Regions from separate parts of the Callithrix jacchus genome. Here region 2 is linked to region 1. A link is a contact called in public Hi-C data. All regions are on one chromosome and are shown on one strand. Each heading gives the region's core, a stretch centred on a gene start, on an enhancer-like site or on the middle of the called end of the contact. The rest is flanking DNA. Distances are from core to core; before and after follow the strand shown. Region 1 holds the start of GGCX (gamma-glutamyl carboxylase). Region 2 holds the start of CAPG (capping actin protein, gelsolin like).

Region 1 (7,203 bases), core at 1,722-4,221:
ATATGGAAAGAATGAAGGGGTGGGATGGGGCCATTTTGCTTTTTGTCATCTTAAGTGCTCCAACTAGTTGACCCTTTACCCTCCCAAATCCACCCAGATCAAAGTGACTTTGTTACCATACTTTGAAAAGCGTGACTGGAAATATCCCCAATGAGACAAATTCTAAAAACCTCACTGGGCCCCTATCTCTGGTAACCATCCTGACCCAGCCAACCTCTCCCCTTTAGTCCCCCAGACTCATACCAGTAGTGATTTGCATCCATGAATGTCAGCTGAAAGGCCAACAACCCATAAAGATAGGAGTGGTTGTTCCATGATGTCTTGTCCAGGAGAAACACATACCAGTATGGCAACAGGAATAACACACAGCTTATCCGGTAGCACAGGCCCAGCATCATGCCCAGTGCCCCTGGGATTTGTAGGGAGAGGATTAAGAGATCAAGAGGTCACCACAGAACCAGTTTCCCTGGGGTAGAATATGGTTGACATTAAGAAAAATGAGCACTGTATAATCAGGTAAAACTAAATGAAAATTAAATGTTATTTTAATATTTTAAAAAGAATCATGGGATCGCAGCTCAGGTGACACACAGGTCAACAGCATGAAACTGATCAGAGCAGAAGTGAAATAAGGTGCCAAAAACTTTGACTATTCACCAGCACGCTTCTATTTCTGTGTTTCTGGCAGGCCAGTCAATATTTTCATCTCTCCCAGAATTCCCCTCACCCAGAAACATGATGGTGTAGACAAGGTACATCCAGTCAAGTGGCAGTGGGCGTAGAGCATCCAGCAAGGGGAAGCGGCACACATCCAGCCCATCAAGGTATTTTCGGTCCAGGGAGCTGAGCCCCCGCTCCTGGGGAATGTCTAGCACCATCAAGAACCCTAAGAAGGCAACAGGGGAGGAGGTCATTGGGTCTCAGATAAGAAAGCAGTAGAATACAGTGGAACACAATTGAGAGTGGGCAGCTCCAGGGTTAGACTTCTCTTCTAATCTTGGCTCCATCATTTATTCAGTATTAATTTCTGAATGCCTATTCTGCACAGTACTATGTCAGTTGTGTCTTCTAGAATAGCCCCTGCAGCTCAGTTAACCAATTCGCCATTTGTGAGAAGGGGACTATGTCACAGGATTACTGAGAGGATTAAATTAGAGAAATGCACAAAATGCTATAAAAAGTGATAAGGTCTTGACAGCTAGAAAGATCCATCCTATTGAGCTTCAGATAGTGCTCTGGGAGTGCTTCGTAACCTTTTTTGCCTCCTGGCACACCCAGAGAACGGTTGCATTTCATCAACATGCTGGGAATAAACAGAAGGGGCTACTCAGATCAGGAAGCCAGCTTGAGATAAGGCAGGATTTCTCAACCTCAGGACTAGTCACATTTTGGGCTGGTTAATTATTTATTGAGAAGGATTATCCAGTGTACCACAGGACATTCAGGAGCATCCTTGACCTCTATACAGATGCCAGAAGCCACCTATTCTTCCTCCCCCACGTTGGGACAACTAAAAACGTCTCCAAACATTGCCTCACGTCCCCCAGGGAGCAAAACGGTCTCCAGTTGAGAACTACTGGGCTAAGGGGTCTAATATCGCCGCACATCTGTAAACCATTCCAAGCACACCATGCTGTGGCCTGAGTTAAGAAGCTCTTGATTAGGGAGTCACAGCCAAAATGTATGGCCCTTGTGACCCCTTGCTCTGTTTCTCTGAGTCCTCTGTGCAACTTCATGCCACAAGCGAAATGGGCCACTGCTGCCTTGCCTCTGCATATCACATAGTCTCAGATCAAAGCATTTCTAGCTGGGTGCGATGGCTCACAGCTGGAATCCTAGCACTTTGGGAGGTCGAGGCAGGTGGATCACATGAGGTCTGGAGTTTGAGACCAGCCTGGCCAAAGTGGTGAAACTAAAAAATACAAAAAAAAAAAAAAAAAAAAAAAGCCAGGTGTGGTGGCAGGGGCCTGGCCTGTAATCTCAGATACTTGGGAGGCTGAGGCAGGAGAATCGCTTGAACCCAGGAGGCAGAGGTTGCAGTGAGCCGGGATCACGTCACGGCACGGCACTCCAGCTTGGGCAACAAGAGCGAAACTCCGTCTCAAAAAAAAGGAGTTCTGGCCACCAAGTGAATCCTAACTGGAGGAGACAAAGCATGTTTAATCCTAAACGTTACAAAGACCTCTTCTTTTATACCAATATCTTCAGCTCTGAGGAAAAGGGAGCTAAGTCTATTTGCAACCGAAAAATTGACGATTGTCATTCTCACCCCCAATCAAACTGCTCCCACCCATAAACTGGACTCACCAAAAAGAAAACGAAACACAGCCAGGCTTGCAGGGTCCGTTGGTCGATTCAACAAGGTCACCAGCCTCCACCAGCTGGACAAATCAGTCCACTCAAAACCCAAGAGTTTCCCCATTCGACTGCCCTGCCTGGGCCCTGGGATCCGTTCAGCCTTGTCTTTCTGTACTTTATCTGCAACCAACAAATAGAGAAAATGTGTGTGCGGGGGTGGGCTCCGCCTCAAATCACAGAAATCACAGCACCAACAACCCAGAGCTTCCGCCCACCCAGGTTGGCTCAATGATCTGACTACAGAGAAACATTCCTGCAGTACAGCCCCTCCTCCAAGATCCCCCAAAGTCCCAGTACTCCTCAGACTACAGGCCCTAACCGTAAAGTGCCCCCGAATGTCATCATCATCCAGAAGCCGAAGGCTGCAACCTGTCACAGCACGCCGCTTTCCCCATGGAGCCTCACCCCCGCAACCAGGACTCACTGGGCGCCCTCCCCCCACCACCCCTTTAAGACCAGCACTCCTCGGTACTCTCTGCCAGAGGGCGAGGCCCTACCTGAGCTGGGCGGGGTCCGCGCGGACCTGGCAGACACTGCCATTGCTCCGCGGAAGAGGCAGGTGGGTCACAGCAGCAGCGTCTGCACAGCTGCCGCCAGGAAAATTCGCTTCCCTAGGCTCCGCCTCCCGACGCGTCAGCAGCTGTGCGGCTGGCCGGAAAGCGCCAGCACTGTCGTAAATACTACGCCCCGACCAGCGGCGCCGGATTCCTTGCTTGGCGGCAGGGGGCGGAACGGGGAGCCCTAGGGCAGGGCGAGGATACCCTCTAGTGCCGTTGGTCTCCAGGCGCACTGCTAGACTCCTCAACCTTCAGGCCTTCCGAGGCACCTCTGCTTTCTTTTTCCTTTTTCTTTTTTTTGAGACAGAGTCTTGCTGTGGGCTGGAGTGCAGTGGCGCGCTCTTGGCTCATTGCAACCTCCGCCTCAGGGGTTGGGTTCAAGCGCCTCGCTGCCTGAGCCTCCAGAGTAGCTGGGATTAGAGGCGCCCGCCACCGCGCCGGGCAGATTTTCATTTTTTTAGTAGAGACCGGGGTTTCACCATGTTGGCCACGCTGGTCTCGAACTCCTGACCTCGTGATCCACCGCCTAGGTCTCCGAAAGTGCTGGGATTCCAGGTGTGAGCCACCGCGCCCGGCCTCTGCTTTTTAAACACTGAGAAGAGTCAGAGTTCCCCAACTTCTTTTGGCCCTTCCCCGATCCCATTAGTCCTCTCCAGGCTGTACCGTCCCTGCGGTGCTCTCTGATGTGAGGGATCCGGGGCAAAGGGCAAACTTTTTGCCAGAGTTTGACGCCCAGTTGAGGACGCGCCTGGAAGGGCTGCCCAGGTTTTCAGCTATTGCACAACCCCTTCATTTTCTTTTCCAGGACCTGCAAAGAACCGAGGTTTCTAAGCAGTAGGGGCCAGCCGCAGCTCACGCCGAGGTGGGAGGATCGTTAGAGTGGGGGGTGGGGGAAGACAAAAAAAAAAAAACTTTTATAAAAGTTAGCTGTGTGTAATGGCGCCCTCCTGTGGTTTCAGCTACTCGGGAGGCTGAGGTGAGAGGATCGCTTGAGCCCAGGAGTTCGAGGCTGCAGTGAGCTGTGATTGCACCATTGCACTCAAGCCTGGACAACACAGTGAGATCTTGTCTCAAAAAAAAAAAAAAAAAGCCTGGTGCGCTGGCTCACGCCTGTAGTCCCAACACTTAGGGAGGCCGAGGCGGGCAGATCACTGGAGGTGAGGAGTTCAGATATTACCCTGGCCAACATGGTGAAACCCTGTCTCAACTAAAAATACAAAAATTATTCATGCATGGTGGGGCACCCGTAATCCCAGCTACCCTGGAGGCTGAGGCACAAGAATCGCTCAAACCTGGGAGGCAGAGGTTGCAGTGAGCCGAGATCGTGCCACTGCACTTCAGCCTGGGCTACAGAGCTAGCCAAAAAAAAAGAAAGAAAAGAAAAGAAAAAAGAAAGAGGAGGAAGGAAGGGGGGGAAGAGCAGGAAGGAAGAGCAGGAAGAAAAAAGGAGAGAAGGAAGGAGAGGAAGGGAGGGAGGGAAGGAGGAAGGAAGGAAGGGAGAAAGGGAGGGAGGGAGGGAAGGAAGGAAGGAGGGAGGGCAGGCGGGCAGCGGGAGAAACAGGAACAACATAACTGAAGAGGAGATACAGAGCAAGGGCACTGAGTAAAGTGTGGCCCATCAGGGAAGGTTCTCAGAGAGGCGAGTCTGGAACAGCATTGTAATATCTAAATCTCTTGACTGGGATTAGCCATCAGGAAAAGAAGAAGTCGTCCCAGAGAAACAGTTCTCAAACTGTTGGATCTTGGGACCCATTTACAGTATTAGAAATTATAGAAGAGGCCATTTTCCATATTAGACATTTTTGAGGCCAGGTGCAGTGGCTCATGCCTGTAATTCCAACATTTTGGGAGGCTGAGGCGAGTGGATCGCTTGAGTGAGGTCAGCAGTTCAAGACCAACCTGGCTAACATGGTGAAACCCCATTTCAAAATACAAAAAAATTAGCTGGGTATGGTGGCAGGCGCCTATAATCCCAGCTACTCAGGAGACTGAGACAGAATCGCTTGAACCCAAGAGGTGAAGTTTGCAGTGAGCCAGCATCATACCACTGCACTCCAGTCTGGGTGACAGAGCAAGACTATGTCTCAAAAAAAAAAAAAAAAAAAAAAAAAAAAAAGGCATGTGCCTGTAGTCTTAGCTATTTCCAGCTTTTCTGGAGACTGAGGCAAGACAATCTCTTAGTTAAGGAGTTCGAGACCAGCTGGGGCAACATATCGAGAGCCGTTTCAAAAAAATTTAAAAAGCTATCAAGCCATGAAAAAACATGGAAGAACCTTAAATTCATATTGCCAAGTGAAAGAAATCAATGTGGAAAGACTGCAAACTGTATGATTCCAACTATATGGCATATATATATATATATATATATATATATATTTTTTTTTTTTTTTTTTTTGAGTCAAAGTCTTGCTCTGTTGCCCAAGATGGTCTTGAACTCCTGGTCTCAAGCAATCCTCCCGCTTCAGCCTCCCAAAGTGCTGGGAATACAGGCATGAGGCACTGCGCTTGGCCTCAACTAAATGATATTCTAAAAAGGCTAAACTATGGAGACAATAATAAGATCAGTGACTGCCAGGGAGGTAGAGTTGCCGGGAGGAAGGGATGATAGGTGGAGTACAGGGGAGTTTTACAGAAGTGAAACTATTTTGTATGATGTTGTAATAGTGTCATGGTGGATATACATCATACCTGTGTGTAAACCCTTAGAATGTACAATGCAAAGAGTAAACCCTAATGTAATTTATGGACTTTGTTAATTATAATGTATCAATATGGACTATGTTAATAATATACTGATACTGGCTCATCAGTTGTAACAAATGCACCACACCAACTGAAAAAGGTTAATAATAGGATAAATGGGGAGCCTGAAGGGGGATATGGGAACTCTCTGCACTTTTTCTTTTTTTTGAGACACAGTCTTCCTCTGTCACCCAGGCTGGAGGGGCAGTGGCACAATCTTGACTCACTGCAGCCTTGACCTTCCAGGCTCAAGTGATCCTCCTACCTCAGCCTCCCAAGTACCTGGACTACAGGTGTGCATCACTGCGCCTGGCTAATATTTGTATGTTTTGTAGAGATGGGGTTTCACCATGTTGCCCAGGCTGGCCTCAAACTTTTGAGGTCAAGTGATCCTCCCTCCTTGGCCTCCTGAAGTGTTGGGATTATAGGTGTGAGCCACCGCTCTCAGGCCTGGAATTCTCTGTACTTTCTGCCCAATTTTTCTGTAAGCCTAAAACTATCCACCCAAAATAGTCTGTTAATTTAAAAACAACCATAGGCTGGGCATAGTGGCTCATGCCTGTAATCCCAGGAATTTGGGAGGCCAATAAGGGAGGATCACTTGAGCTGAGGAATTCAAGACCAGCCTGGGCAACATGGTGAAACCCCATCTCTACAAAACATACAGAAAATACAAAAATTAGCCAGGCACAGTGGTGCACGCCTGGAGTCCCAGCTGCTTGGGAGGCTAAAGTGGGAAGAACACTTGAGCCTGGGAGGTTGAGACCACAGTGAGATGTCATTGTGCCACTGCACTCCAGCCTGGGCAACAGTGAGACCCTGTAAGGAGGGAGAGGAGGAGGGAGAGGGAGAGGGGGTCCAGCTGCATCAAAGAATGCAACTGGACACTATCTGCTTTTTTGGTTGTGTGCATCAAAGGGATACTTGAGAGTGAAAAGAATGAAAGTTTTTTTGTTTTTTTGGGTTTTTTTTGAGACGGAGTTTCACTCTTGTTACCCAGGCTGGAGTGCAATGGCATGATCTCGGTTCACCACAACCTCCGCCTCCTGGGTTCAGGCAATTCTCCTGCATCAGCCTCCTGAATAGCTGGGATTACAGGCACGTGCCGCCATGCCCAGCTAATTTTTTGTATTTTTAGTAGAGATGAGGTTTCACCACGTTGACCAAGATGGTCTCGATCTCTTGACCTCGTGATCCACCCACCTTGGCCTCCCAAAGTGCTGGGATTACAGGCGTGAGCCACCGTGCCCGGCAGAATGAAAGTATTTTAAAATCGTATCTGATGAGAGTCTAGTATCTAGAATATGTAAAGAAATCTGCAACTCAGGCCAGGCGCGGTGGCTAAGCCTGTAATCCCAGCACTTTGGGAGGCCAAGGTGGGTGGATCACGAGGTCAAGAGATCGAGACCATCTTGGTCAACATGGTGAAACCCCATCTCTACTAAAAATACAAAAAATTAGCTGGGCATGGTGGTGCGTGCCTGTAATCCCAGCTACTCAGAAGGCTGAGGCAGGAGAATTGCCTGAACCCAGGAGGCGGAGTTGC
Region 2 (7,203 bases), core at 1,321-3,820, 150 kb before region 1:
AAAAAAATAAAACAAGGACCGGGTGCGGTGGCTCATGTCTGTAATCCAGCCCTTTGGGAAGCTGAGGCAGGCACATCACTTGAGGCTGGGAGTTTGAGACCAGCCTGACCAACATGAAGAAACCCTGTCTACTAAAAATACAAAATTAGCCAGGCATGGTGGCACGTGCCTGTAATCCCAGCTCCTTGGGAGGCCGAGGCAGGAAAATCGCTTGAACCCGAGAGGCAGAGGTTGCGGTGAGCCGAGATCACGCCATTGCACACCAGACTGGGCAACAAGAGCAAAACTCTGTCTTGAAATAAATAAATAAAATAAAATAAAATAAAAAAGGTCTAGGAAAATCTTATTACCCAGTTTCTCCCAAAGGGGATTTCTTACATAAATATAGTAAATGTACCTTCCCTTTTCCCCTTTTTTTTTTTTTTTTGAGAGAGTCTCACTGTGTCACCCAGGTTGGAGGGCAGTGACACAATCACACAGTCTCTCCTGGGTTCAAGCATATCTCCTGCCTCAGCCTTCCAAGTAGCTGGGATTACAGGCATGTGCCATCATGCCTTGGATAATTTTTGTATTTGTAGTAGAGAAAGGGTTTCGCCATGTTGGCCAGGCTGGTCTCGAATCCCTGACCTCAGGTGATTAGCCCACCTCAGCCTCCCAAAATCCTAGGATCATAGGCATCAGCCACTGCACCGGGCCATACCCTCCCTTTTAAGGTAAGGCTCCTGAAGGCCCAGACCTTTTCTCCAGTTCTTTTGAGGTCTGAGCCTGATAATAATAACACCTCAATCATGTCCTGGGCTTTTGCAGTTTACCAAAACACCCCTCCTCCTCACCCCCTCCCAAACTCTGTTGATTTTTATCGTCAAAGCAGACTTGTAGGCTAGGGTAGGCTAGGGTGGACCATACGATTTCTTGGTCAGGAGAGACTTCCTCCCTCCCTGAGCTTCCCTCTGTAGTGGTGCCAAATAAAAATTTGATCAGTCAAGCCCGTAAGGTAACCAGCACTAATGTGCGGAGTCAGTCTCGGGCAGGCCTGTTTATTAATTTGAAACACTACTGATCGCACATTCTGGCCGACATCCTCGCCTGACCTAGCCTTGCCCGCCAGGCCTGGGCTGGGTCTCCTAGTCCAAGTTCTCACTAGAGGGCAGCCAGAGCGCGTCCCTCTTTGTGCCTCGGTTTGCCCACGTAGAGGTTAGTCCCGCAGGCGTGGCGGGTACATCTCAGGGTCGGCAGAAGTGCCATTGGGAGCCCAGCCGGAGTTGCGGGCCTCGCGCCAGGCCCACTGTCCAGATCCAGGCTCACGAGAAAAACGAGAACACGGGAGCGCTGCACGCCCCGCTGCTGGTGCGGCCGCAACCCAGCCCCAACCTGGGGCCTAGATCCCTACGAACTACAAATCCCAGCAGGCAGTGGGCTGCGGGGCGGGGTCTCGGAAGATGAGGCCTGTGGTGCCTTTGCTGAGCCCAGGTCCGGAGGGCCCTCCGGGACGAGGTCAGGAGGGGACGGGAGCACCAGAACAGACCCTCGGACACACTTACACACCGAGTCTCTCACACACGCGCGCACACACACACACACGCACGCTCGGGCGCGCCAGCGCGTTCTGGCCCCGCCCCCTACAAACTACAAATCCCGACAGGCAGCGGGCCGCGGGGCGGGGTCTCGATGCTGATCCGGAAGCGCAGATTGCGCCAGGCCGGGTGGGATCCGGGTGGCTGGCAGGGGGCTCCCGTGCTGGAGATGGCCTTCTCGCCTCGCAAACCCGGCTCTCCACCCCTGCACGCGCCGCTCTACCCTGGATTCGCTGGTCCGACCCCTCCGTCTCTGTCAACCTGAGCCCCACACTGCCCTCCCTACGAGGTTGGGGCCGTGGGAGAAGAGGATGGTGGGTGGGGATTTGGGCTCACAGCATGGTAGGTACACAGAGTGACCTCCTGAACCCATCCTCCATTGCCCAGAGCAAACTCGCATTCCTGGAGGGAGGAGCACCGCAGACCCTGAGGCTGAACTAGGTCTGTTAGGGTCCCTGTGTGGCCTGCAGGACTCCTGGAGAAGCCCAGGGAAGGCCTGGGTCCTCCAAGTCCGAGATGTGTAGGTCCCAGGGTTTTCAGGCCACGGTATCTGACCGTCGTCGGCGCCTAGCGCCCAGGCATTAATTTTACATGGCAGAGTCAAGGTTAAGGTTAGGAGGCTGCCAGGAGGTAATAACCAGGGCACTCGCATTCAGCATCCTCTCTCAAAGCACTCCTCACACGTCAGGGTCAAATATCAGAACTCTTTTCCTAACTTCCCAGGTTACCCAAGGAGCTTTTGAGACGCTAGAGAAGGGACTTACCCAGACCCTTCAGTGCAAGCCAGGAACTCAGGGTCCGGCCTGCTCGGTGGGATGAGCTGTGCTGAGGCCCTACTTCATCCACTCTCTGGGGCCAGGGCAGCCTCTTTCCAGAGGCCTCTTCTCAGCTGATTTCTGGCTCCCAAGCGGGGGACTCGGGTTACACCTGTATCGGGAGCACTGACACTACAGTGGCCAGCAACACACTGGACTTTCTGTCTCCAACTCCATTTTCAGCTTTTACACTTCCTGATCTAGGCATATATTGCACATCCTGGATCATCAAGGAAGGAGGAAAATACCTAGTCAATGAAGGTTTCGCATGACCCTGTATGTCAGTGAGATTTCATTCTTGCTTAGTTAGGTTGAGTCGAGCTACTTCATAGAAATATTTCATTTATGCCGGGCGCGGTGGCTCACTCCTGTAATCCTAGCACTTTGGGAGGCCGAGGTGGGTGGATCACCTGAGGTCAGGAGTTCAAGACCAGCCTGGCCATCATGGTGACACCCCATCTTAAAAAGAAAAAAAATTTCATTTAATCTCTAAACATCTAGAAACTGCTTCAGAAGGGATATTCAAAGTAGATTGCCCAAATTCTTTTGGTAGCAGATGTGGCGTTCATATTAACTGGTCGAGTGGTCTCTAAGCATGCCCATTTCTGCCTGGGAAGTTCTCAAAGTCTTGATTTTCTGAGTGTTTCTGTTAAGACAACCAGCCTTTTGTTGAGTAGACCTTTCTACCTCTAGAGACGAGAGATAGGTACCATAGAAACTTGGAGAAGCTATTGGCTCAGTCCCTGGAGTCTTTAATAAGAGCCCATATTCTCTCTCTCTCTCTCTCTCTCTCTCTCTCCTTTCTTTTTCTCTTTTTTTTTTTTTTTTTTTTTGAGGTGTAGTCTCAGTCTGTTGCCTAGGCTGGAGTGCAGTGGTGCAATCTCGGTCCACTGCAATCTCTGCCTCCCGAGCTAAAGCACTTCTGCCTCAGCCTGTCAAGTAGCTGGGATTACAGGCACACACCACCACGCCCGGTGAATTTTTGTATTTTTAGTAGAAGCGGGGTTTCACCATGTTGGCCAGGCTGGTCTCGAACTCTTGACCTCAGGCGATCAACCTGCCTCGGCCTCCCAAAGTGTTAGGATTACAGATGTGAGCCACCGTGCCCGGCCTGGAGTCCATTCTCTTATTATTAGAAATCTTATTATCAGAATGTGAGCTTCTGCATTCCAGGGCTTAGCACCAGATCCCCAAGTCAGTAATGGCCCATGGGACATGCAATGTGCCAAAAACCGTTTCATACCTGTTTCTGCTCCCTGAAGATCCAACCAGCAACCAGCAGGGTGCAGTTAAAGTTAGGTCATTACAGGGAATGTGACTAAGGAAAGGCAAAGCCCAGGAAAAATTGGGTTCTTTTGCTTTACGGGCCATTCCTTTATTTTACCTTCCTGATAACTAAAGCCTGGGTCGATGGTCCTCTAGGCAACGCCCCTTCCACTGTCAGCCTCCGGACTCAGGAAATGAGCGACAGGCTGCCACGCTCCTCCTCACCACCAGGGGTCGCCCTCTCCCTTGGAGCGACTGCTCAGGTCCCCTTAGTGGCCTGGGACGGGGTGAGGGACGGTGGCTTTGGGTCTTTGTACGTCAGATGGCCTTGGCCAGCATCCATTCCTCTTTGGCCTCAGCTTTTCTGTTGGCAAAAGAGAGGAAGGGTGATCTCAGGGCCCTCCAGGTCCATCAGGGAAGGAGATGGGGATGGAGACATCCGGGAGCCACCGAGTCCAGTCTCTCCTAACGGGGAGGGTAGAAGGCCCGCTGGTTTTCCAAACCCTCTCCCATTCCCAGTCCTGGGAGAAAGTAACAAGGAAGAAGCAGGCACAGGAGAAGGTTGGCTCCCAGGCTCTGGGCTGAAGAAGAAAGCCTCTCAAGCAGGGCCATGCTACATTTGGTGGGGGAGGGAAAAGGCAGGGGAGGAACAGACGCTCCACCCCCTCAGGAAAGCCAATAGCGGAAAGGACCCAGTGGGGTGGGGAAGGTCGGTTAGAGATATCCAGAGAAGACAGTCCTTGTTGATCCACCTGCACTGGGGAAAAAGGGGTTGTTTTCAGCAGGTAAACACAGCCGGGGCCTTAGGGCGTTGTGCCTCGGCCTAGGCCTGGTAGTCCATGACATATGGACAGGAAAAGAGCAAGACACGGGCCTTCCAGAGAAGAGAGACCAAAGATGTTTGCAGAGAGGCAGGCTTTGTGCAACCTGTAAAGAATGAGTAAGATTTGAATAGCAGCTACAACAAATATTGATTGAGAGCCTGCTGTGTGCCAGGCTTGGAATTTGGCCGTGAACCTGACAGACACAGTGGCTGCCCATTTACATAGCGTGCAGTGGACTGTGGGAGTTTACAGTCTAGTGAAATAAACTTGTAGATTTAATTTTGGTGAGACCTCAGAGAGTGGGGTAGGGGACTGCCCTGGTCTGAGACCCTCACTGCTGAGGGAGGGTCACCTAAAATGGGGCCTGCAGGAGGAGGGAGGAAAGGGGCCAGGCTGTTCCAGAGGAGGAATAACAAGTGTACACTCCAGATAAGAAGGGCCTGGTGAAGATTAGAAAGGGTGGAGAGAAGCCATGTCACACTGTTTGCAACAGCTCCCCCCAACACCCAACCTCACCCGAGTTTCATTGGTCACCTCCTGGGCTCTTTTGGGGGCAGAATCTGGGCAGCAGATGACTGGATCAATCTAAAAGACAGCTAGAGAGGCTGTGGTGGCTGGTGCGGTGGCTCACACCTGTAATCTCAGCACTTTGGGAGGCCGAGGCAGGCAGATCACCTGAGGTCAGGAGTTCAAGACTAGCCTGGCCAACATGGCGAAACCCTGTCTCTACTAAAAGTACAAAAATTAGCCGGGCGTGGTGGCAGTTGCCTGTAATCCCAGCTACTCAGGAGGCTGAGGCAGGAGAATTTATTGAACCTAGGAGGCGGAGGTTGCAGTGAGCCGAGCAAGATTGCGCCACTGCACTGCAGCCTGTGCAACAGAGCGAGACTCTGTCTCAAAAAAAAAAGAGGCTGTGGCTGACTGCAGGATAAAGAGCTGCGGTGGAGGTGAGAGGGCTGGGTTCTGGGAGACAGAACCTCCCAAGTAGCTGGGATTACAGGCACCTGTGAAGAGGGTATTGCCATTTTGGGGATAATGTTTTTTGAAGTATGATATACATTTCAAGAGTCCTTTTTTCTTTAGTTGTTTTTTCTTTGTACTGTTTTTCTGCTATTAAGAATGCCCTTGGCCAGGTGGGATGGGTCACGCCCGTAATCCCAGCACTTTGGGAGGCTGAGATGGGTGAATCATCTGAGGTCGGGAGTTTGAGACCAGCCTGACCAACATGGAGAAACCCCGTCTCTACTAAAAATACAAAATTAGCCAGGCGTGGTGGTGAATGCCTGTAATCCCAGTTACTTGGGAGGCTGAGGCAGGAGGATCACTTGAACCTGAGAGGTGGAAGTGTCAGTGAGCTGAGATGAGGCCATTGGACTCCAGCCTGGGCAAGAAGAGTGAAAGTTCGTCTCAGAAAAACAAAAAACAAAAAACGCCCTCTTGGCCAAGTGCAGTAGCTCACATCTATAATCCTAACACTTTGGGAGGCTGAGGCAGGTGGATTGCTTGAGCCCAGAAGTTCAAGATCAGCCTGGACAACATAGTGAAATCCTATATCTGTTTTAAAATTTAAAAAATAAAAAAGAATGCCTTCTCTCTTTGTCATATTCTGTAAGGATTGAGTAAATATTTAGAAATTCCACAAAATTTCCTTAAGTCAACAGGATGCAGAATGGTCCGCCAGGACCCGTCACGTTGGAAGAGCAGAGAGAAGGTGAGTGTGAGGGAGTCCCTGGGCATCAATGGAGGGACTGGGGCTGGGGAGATAGGATGGGCCTGATCTTTCCAGGCAGCAAGAAGCATTTGGTCTCTGTTCAAGGAGCCACGAGGAGTCACTTAAGGGTTTTAGGCAGAGCCGTGACACAACCAGAGCTACTGTGAACAAAGGTTCTGGAACAGGGCAGGGCAGAACAGATGAGTGGGACAGAGGCACACCACCTTGGTGGGACAGAGGGAATATAAGGAGGTGCAGCTGGCTGGACGCTGTACCCTAGAGGCTGGTCAGGTCAGCCGACCTCAACTCTCAGCCCCGGGCCTAACCCTTGGAGAACCTGAGCAGAGCAGGTGGAATGCCCTCCGGGAAAACAGAGGCAAACTACGCACCAGACTTTTTTGTTTTGTTTTGTTTTCTCAGACGAGATTTTCCTCTTGTCACCCAGGCTGGTGCAATGGATGGATCTTGGCTCACTGCAACCTCCGTCTCCCAGGTTCAAGCAATTCTCCTGCTTCAGCCTCTCTGGTAACTGGGATTACAGGCACCCACCACCACACCTGGCTAATTTTTGTATTTTTAGTAGAGACAGGGTTTTGCATGTTAGCCAGGCTGGTCTCGAACTCCTGACCTCAGGTGATCCACCCGCCTCGGCCTCCCAAAGTGTCGCAATTACAGGTGTGAGCCACTGCACCCGCCTGTTTTTGTTTTTTTGAGATGAAGTCTTACTGTGTTGCCCAGGCTGGAGTGCAATGGCACGACCTTGGCTCACTACAACCTCCATCTCCCACGTTCAAGTGATTCTCCTGTTTCAGTCTCCCATGTTACTGGGAAGATAGGTGTATGCTACCAGGACCAGTTAATTTTTTGTATTTTTAGTAGAGAGGGACTATTAAATGTTGGCTGGGCTGGTCCTCCTGAGTAGCTGGATTACAGGCGCCCACCACAATGCCTGGCTAATTTTTTGTATGTTTTAGTAGAGACAGGGTTTTACCCTGTTGGCCAGGCTGGTCCTG

Evidence for each region. A called contact is a pair of places that touch in the nucleus more often than the background predicts.
Region 2: a Hi-C map of skeletal muscle shows a contact between it and region 1, with 4 times the contacts expected there. The contact joins the promoter of CAPG here to the promoter of GGCX in region 1. A contact is called at or near these places in 2 of 3 Hi-C or Micro-C datasets (both in skeletal muscle).

The regions. Positions count from the first base shown.
Region 1 is chr14:27,464,467-27,471,669 of calJac240_pri, reverse strand. It overlaps GGCX (gamma-glutamyl carboxylase), which reads right to left and starts at 2,971. Exons shown (of 14, transcript XR_013526421.1): 1 at 2,856-2,971; 2 at 2,308-2,478; 3 at 728-886; 4 at 244-409. It overlaps LOC128929587 (a long non-coding RNA gene), which reads left to right and starts at 3,077. Exons shown (of 3, transcript XR_008476243.2): 1 at 3,077-3,470; 2 at 3,721-3,777; 3 at 3,875-4,043.
Region 2 is chr14:27,612,210-27,619,412 of calJac240_pri, reverse strand. It overlaps CAPG (capping actin protein, gelsolin like), which reads right to left and starts at 2,570. Exons shown (of 10, transcript XM_054244758.2): 1 at 2,339-2,570.